2 separate regions of the Arabidopsis thaliana genome follow, and region 1 is linked to region 2. The links are chromatin contacts, called in public capture Hi-C maps. All regions are on one chromosome and are shown on one strand. The core of a region is the stretch at or near the end of the contact, and the rest is flanking DNA. Distances in the headings are between cores, read along the strand shown.

Region 1 (3,817 bases), core at 125-2,624, 46 kb after region 2:
TATATAATGTGTGTCATTTAGGTTATAATTGGTAATTTGCGTTTTAAACCTATCTATTGCAGTTTTTAGACTTTTATAATTTTATTCTTCTGATTTTTTTTTCTATACTTTTTATCACCACTTGAATTAACTACACAACGACAATAAATTTATATTGTCCACCACTAAATTTTAAATTCAAATAAAGTCAACTTATTTCTTGTTTTTTTCGATCAGAAAGCTAAAAGCAGCTCATACAATTTTGTACCTCATAATGATGTTCTAATTTGTTTGAAACCTTCTAAAACGATTTATAGTAAAAGGACAAAATCGCTTGACAAAAAAAAACAGAAGTAAAAGGACAAATAGATATAAGAAATAATTGACTACTAATTCTTTTTACACACACTTGATTCTTTTCGTAATTTCGACAAACAAAAAGCGTTAACAACTACATAATATCACTATTTCATTACAGCCAATCACAAACAGGCTTATCTTATTATATCTCTATCATGCACGCGTGATAACCAAAAACATTTAAACAATAACTTCTTTTTCAAGTAAGAAAAAAAAGAAGAAGAATATTTAGTGAATAATGATAAAATGATCAATGTATGGCCTTATCAACACATCGATTAACTAGAGCCAACGCATTACTAGTCATCTTTTTAACGTCATCGACCCGTGCGCATATGTCATCCTTCCTCGGCTCATCGTGAATGTCTTTAAATCCGTCCGTACAAGTCTCCTCATCAGTTAAAGCCGCACTGAGCCACGTCTGCACGTTACTCATTTGGAACCTGAAGGACTCGAGCGAGCCAGTCGAGACCAGCTCCCTCATCTGTTTCATCGAGCCTTTCATTTCTTCGACCGCGTCTTTAAGATTGTCGAAGCAGTCGTGAAAAACAGCGGCTGCGGTTGGGTGGTGAGCACCATCTTCGTTGCTCTCTGGCTGGAGAGTGGTGATATTGGCGAGGTATGAGGCTAAGTCGAGAGTCTTGGTGAGAGTGACGGAGATGGCGGCTCGAGCCAAGAGGGCTGGATCGTTGTGAACAGAGCTAGAGAAGGAGGAAAGAGAAGAGAAGCATAGGTCAGGGTATAATGTGGTGTTGCAGCTAGTACGGATGAAATCTGAGTCGTCTGATTGAGAATGGACGGTCAGGATTAATGGGAGGACGCTGGCTAAGAAGAAGAAGAGAAGTGGTTGATGAAGAGAAAGTTTCATGGTTTCTTGTGACACGGAAGTGACTCTTTTTGGGTTATGGATGATTTTGGTTTTTGTGACCTCAAGTTTATATTTATACTGTTGATCATTAGCTAGGATTAATCCAAGCAGCCAACAATTTTAATGGGCCGATCTGGGCCTGAATATTGTGTATAAATAATAATGCTTTATACGTATGGCGAAATCAAATTTAAGAGATCTCGTTAATATCATGGCATAAAAAAATTGTATCAGACGTTTTTTTTTTTTTAGTATAGCCGATTGATACCCATACTAAATGGTCGCTTATGTTATCTTTGCCAAATGCCATCTCGTATATTTTTCTGTCTGTATTAACTTTTTAAATCAATTTTGTTTTCATGTTTAGCATTAACATCATCACACTTAGAAATTCACGACTTTTTTCTGGTTACTTGGTCAGTCCGAATTAATTTTCTGTTTAGTTAACGTAGTAAAATTAGGCACATTACATGATTTATAAAGTGGTCTCCAACTTCGCTAGATTCGAAACGAAACAAAAAAAAAGATATCTTCTATTTTTAAATAAAGATTTTAATGAAAAAACTCCTCAAATTTCGATTGATCCATTTTAAATCGAATAACTTGAGCTGAAAAGTGTTATTTTAGTAGTGTACAAAATGCCTAACTCAAAAGATATTAGTTTGAGATATATACACGTACGATAGAAAAACAATAATTAAAGAACCAGATAATCGTTTAGATTAATGCATTTTAAAGTACAAATTGATATCTTCATATTAAATCATTGTTTGACAATAATATTATAGAGTACATTCAAAACTAATTTGAATGATTTCCACGTCATGCATATCAAATAAAACTAAAGAATCCGCTTTTGAGTTAAAATTAATTTTCTGTTTTGGTTAACGCCCGTAGTCAAATTAGGAAGATTGGTCCTCATACATGAACAAGCATTGACTTCATTTAATGTTAGTTATCAACAAAAAGTTGATGAAATTTGCTATAAAATCGAGATGCTAGAAAGGAAAAGAAATCATATATATAAAAGTTGACCAATTTTTTCCTTATGAATGACACATCATCACACCAGTGAATGCTACATATCATTCTAAATTAATATTATTAAAATAAAATAAAACTTAGTGATAATAAATTAAAATTTTCACATTGCATTGAATCATCCATTAATAATCCCACTCTTAACTAAATATCTTCATTTAAAAGAAAAAATACAAAAATTATTTTAATGTATCAAACACTATTTTCATTTTATTTTTCTTATTTTGCTATTTTTTTAATAGTCATTACTTTATAACGACTAGAAATTTTCGTGTATTGCAACTTAGCTGTTTGCTACTTAACCTCTTTTAGTTTAGTAATTTTAACTTAGTCTTTTTTTTATTACATTTTTTGTCTACATGATATGTTTTTTGTGCTTTATGATAAATTGGTAACATTAATAATGACATACATGTTTTTGTAAGTAATGGTCTTTTGAGACGTTAGATCTATCAAAAATTTAAATAAACGACACTCTCTCCAATATGGCTATATGCAAATGCAAAAAGAGAAACCTAAAAATGTTGACTTAAAATACTCTTTTATTTTTGCCTTCTTTTTTTCTTTTATGTGAAAATATTTAAAACAGATGAGTAGTTAATTATACATTATGTTATTCAAATGATGTCAATTCAATATTTAGCTAAGAAATTATAGTTATACATTATGTTATTCCACAAGAACCTATCATGATGTGATTGGAATATTAGATTAGTAGAGAATACATGGAACAATAAATTGTTTGCTTAGAATCAAGTTAGGCAACTTTTAAACCAAATAAGTAACATAATTGCATACCATTTTATCATATATTATTGATGTAAGTATTTCATGATAGTTAAAAAGATTAGAATCTAGGGTATATAGATAAGAAGATTTATACATGAAAAAAATATAATCGATATTTAAATTAAAAGTGAATCTAACTATACAAATATAATTACATAAAATGAATATAATTTAATCAACTACATAATAGCAGACACGAAAATAACATAAATTACCAATAAAAATAGTTAATAAATTAGCAATAAAAATAGTTAAACATAATTATTATTAAATAATTTTCAAAACAACAATCCACGCGTAGCGTGGGTACTCACCTAGTTGTTATACAATAGAACAACAATTAAATATTGGAAATGAAAAACAATCTTTACGTTAAAAAAATAATCTAATAGCAATAATAATTTTTACATAAATCAAAAAAATCTAATAAATTATCGTACGACGATTGGTCGATTGGTAACGATTGCTACTTTTGGCTATAACGATTTTGACTGTAGAAAATTAGGATGCAAAGACTTTAGATATTTCAATCTTATTGGTAAAAATAAATTCTAATAATTATTTTTATTATTATTAAATATAGTTTATAAATATTATTTATGATAAGTATGAATTTATTTGAAAAATAGTGACTACAATTGATTTATTAATAATTATTTTTTTGAAAATTAAATAATTCATAAATAAATGAATAAATAAAAAACTCATTTTACAAATTCACTATTTAAAATCTTCAAATATGATTTCAAAAGAACAGAAAAGTAAAACTACATTTAATCA
Region 2 (3,824 bases), core at 759-3,258:
TTTTTGATGAAATAACAATTTGTTTTTCTACTCCAAAACAATTAGTTCGTTATTTATGGCGGGAAGAACGTATAGAGAGAAACAATGACGGTCCATCGTAACAAATGTTGTACATGCATATTGAGGGAGAATGAAAATGATAAATGAATAGTGAGAGGTAAGCAACATACGAGGTGACGTGTCGAGAGCAAGAAGAGCAAGAAGCAAACTCCCATCACAATTGTTTGCCATGACCACTGTATAATAGTAACATTGTAAATAAAATTGACTAAAATACAGGAATTAGGAAAAAGAAGAAGAAGAGAAATTAAACCTCGTTGGTGTGTTGGAAAACAGAGGAGAGAACAGGGACTACACTCATATGCTTTGTGAAATGAGTTATCCCAAGCAGACCCTTTAGCTGTTGGAGTGATACAATTATGGCTGCTCCACCCATAAACCCTATTAGCGTCGCTTTTGATAGAAAGTCTATTATAAATCCCAGCCTACATATTAAAAAATAAATACAGTTAACACAATGTCTCTTTTTCTTAAACAACATCTTCTCCATTGCCACTTGGTGGTGCAATTACTCTTTTTTGTTTGATCATGAATTATTTTATATTTGTGTTAGAATACACATTAATATTTCTTAGAACATTTTATGAAAATATTTATTTTTCACTAGTGATAGAATAATAATATATGATTGATTAATGATTATTTATCACTTTTTCTAAAAAGCTTATTATATTTTGGACTAGGGTCAATAATGATAATTGTCTAGTAAATATGTACTACCCAAACATTAAACCTGAAAACAATCTTAACTTTGTTTTCTAATCTTGAAAAGCAATTAATATAAGCACCGACGACATTTAACATTTAGTAATACTAGCGTGTACATGTAACCCTACAGACTGCCACTAGCCTAGCACAGGCCCAATATTGACCTCACATAACACACTATATTTCAACAGATATAAATCATGGTTCATGCAAAGCTACAAAAAACTTTTTAGGTAAATATATAAATTTATAACCTGAGGATTCCAAGAGAGGCTTGAAAGAGACCAGCAAAGAAGGTAGAAGAGAAGGCTAGCTGTAGAAAGAGAACAGGATCGTCTACGGGAGATACTTGTTGCCTTAGCATGGATCCTAAGATTAACGACGCTATGGAGACTGGTCCCACTGCTAGATCTCTTGAGCTTCCCAAGACCGCATAAACCAACGGTGGCACGAAGCTCGAGTCTACACATACATCAACACACGTGTTTATGTAACGGTCTATAATGTTTCATGTATATTCTATTCAATTTTACTTTCAGATTCTTACATAGACCAACGATTGGTGGCAAATTTGCTAGCTTCGCGTAACTAATCCCCTGTTTTTATGAAAACCAAGAAGACGAAGATTATAATCAAGAATTGCATAAAATGGTGGTCGTTATTGATCGGAACGTGAAAATGGGTCGTCGTCGGATTTTTGATACGTACGTACCTGAGGAATAGCTAAACTAGCGATGGTAAGACCTGAAACGACGTCGGATTTGAGTAGGCTGAAGCTGTACTCAGGACACCATTGGAGGATTGGAAAAATGTATTGAGCGGCGCGTATGAGCTTGGTACGGTTTGGTTGTCCTCTGAACTGTCTTAAGGGATCGTCCGGGAAGAAAGTCTCCTTCAGTTTTGTCTTTAGCTTTGCCACCGTGCTCTTATGCGGCGGAGCAACCACCTTGTGCACCTCCATTAATTGGTTTTCCTAAGAATTTTTGTCACCAATGTGTGATGTTTCCTCTCTTGGCTCTTTGCTGATAATTTAAACATGAGTATTATTTCGGGTCGGTCTTTACATTTTATAATGGTCTTATCTTGGCCTATCTTTTATTTTTGATATGAAAAAAAAAAAAATTCGGAAAGTTACACGTATACTGTTGTCTCTGTATTTTTTTTTTGTTTTGTAATTTGAGCCGATAATCCGTTGTGAATTTCTCTTTTTTTTTTTTGTTGGCGTTTGTCTATTATTTACCCTATGAATATTGATTCGTGTAAAAAAAAAAAACTGATTCGTGTCTATGCTCCAAATCTTTCACATTTTCTATGTTCGATTAAAGATGAAATACATAAGAAAAACATAATATTTTAATTAAAACATTCGCGCGCCACCTTGAGAACTTGTAATAATGCATATATAGCTATGACGTATTTAAGTGGTTGTAAAGACAAAAAACAAAAACAGAGTTTTATAATTATGATCACTGGTATGGTAGATGCATAGTTTTGTGAAGCGACTGACAAATAGAACATTTTAGTTGAATGATTTTATTTTTGTAGAAAATAATATAACAACAACTAATTAGTATCTTTTTTATTAAGTACGATAAGTACTAATTATAACACTATATATATATTTGTAACCATAATTTTTTTAACATTCTTAGTTTCCAAAATTTTAAAATGCAAGAACCTCAGTACAACGTTTTCTCCGTATTTAGTTGATGTTAATGTTATAGTAGGAAAAAATGTTCTAAATTAGATGATGTTTTTAATTTTTAATGCAATATTAATTAGTTTTTTTTTATTGGTTTTGATGATTTATAATATACAGATAATTTTTTCTATTGGTTAATTAGATAAATTGATGTTTAAAAAAATAAAATTAAAAATGATTCAATCGGTGTACAAAAACTTTAAACACCAAGTAAAAAGACACGAAGATAGTACTATAATACTATGAATAATAAATAAATGGGTGAATCTATATATACATTTTTGCAGCCATTTTGTGAAATAAATCCTGGAGTTGGAACTTATTTACAAAGGCTGCCACTGACTTTTAATTATTAGTTTTTTAGCAATAAATTGATTAACAAACGAAAAACATTCTAAATATATTCCAATCCCATATATCACGCAGATTTTTCCAAAATTTAAACTAAATTTCGGCAACTAATTAAAACAAAAAATGTTTGACAACCCAAAAGACAATTGCAATCCCTTAAAATGAGCAAAACGCAACTAAATACATTTTTTATCAATTCACTAAATCTTATTTCTTCAAAATTTGAACTAGATTTCGACAACTATTTAAAACAAAATTTTGTTTGACAAACTAAAACACAATTGCAATCCCGTAAAATATTTATTTTAATTATAAATTTAAATTAGCGGGGTACCGCGAGCTTTTTTTACAGGACGGGTTTGGCGGAACGGGTTTGGAAGGACGTTACTTAATAACAATTGTAAACTATAAAATAAAAATAATTTATAAATAGATATAATTTGCAAAATTTTTATATATATTAACTTAAAAAAATAAATTATCTCCGCGGTGTACCGCGGATTAAAATCTAGTTACATATTAAAAACATAACAACTAAGAAAATTTGAGTATCAATAATGCATAACTATCTGTTCATGTACCCGTTGAGATCGCTAACAAACAGAGAGACGATCAGACGACCAACTAGCTAGTCTACAGTAGGAGTTGTTAGTTGTTACATTGACCCGGACAAAAAATGTTGATGATTTTAGACTTATCGTCTTTGGCTAAAGATATTAATACATATCTATATAACATATTTATATATATGGATATAATGTCTGATCTTGCATCAACAATTATCCAAGATAATTGATTAACACTAAAATTAACAGCGGTTGAAAAACTGTATATGTTGCAAACCAAATTCATAACCGAGCCAACTTGTTGTGATCCAATGTTAGTAGGATCATTATGAAATCGGAGGATAAAAATTCCTAGTAATTCAAAGTATAATAAGTGATATTATAGTTTGATACTCCAAGATTGTCTTTTCGTGTGAATCAGATCAAGTATATATTAA

The links. Capture Hi-C pulls out chosen DNA fragments and counts their contacts.
Region 1: a capture Hi-C map of seedling shows a contact between it and region 2, with 1.6 times the contacts expected there. A contact is called at or near these places in 2 of 26 Hi-C or Micro-C datasets (callus and root), 1 of 2 datasets of targeted methods (shoot) and 2 of 3 other capture datasets (root and seedling).

The regions. Positions count from the first base shown.
Region 1 is chr1:8,233,645-8,237,461 of TAIR10.1, forward strand. It overlaps AT1G23205 (Plant invertase/pectin methylesterase inhibitor superfamily protein), which reads right to left and starts at 1,375. Exons shown (of 1, transcript NM_102169.3): 1 at 309-1,375. The coding sequence starts at 1,207. The coding sequence ends at 590.
Region 2 is chr1:8,187,226-8,191,049 of TAIR10.1, forward strand. It overlaps AST91 (sulfate transporter 91), which reads right to left and starts at 2,009. Exons shown (of 11, transcript NM_102157.4): 1 at 1,481-2,009; 2 at 1,316-1,364; 3 at 1,023-1,230; 4 at 314-485; 5 at 171-236. The coding sequence starts at 1,729.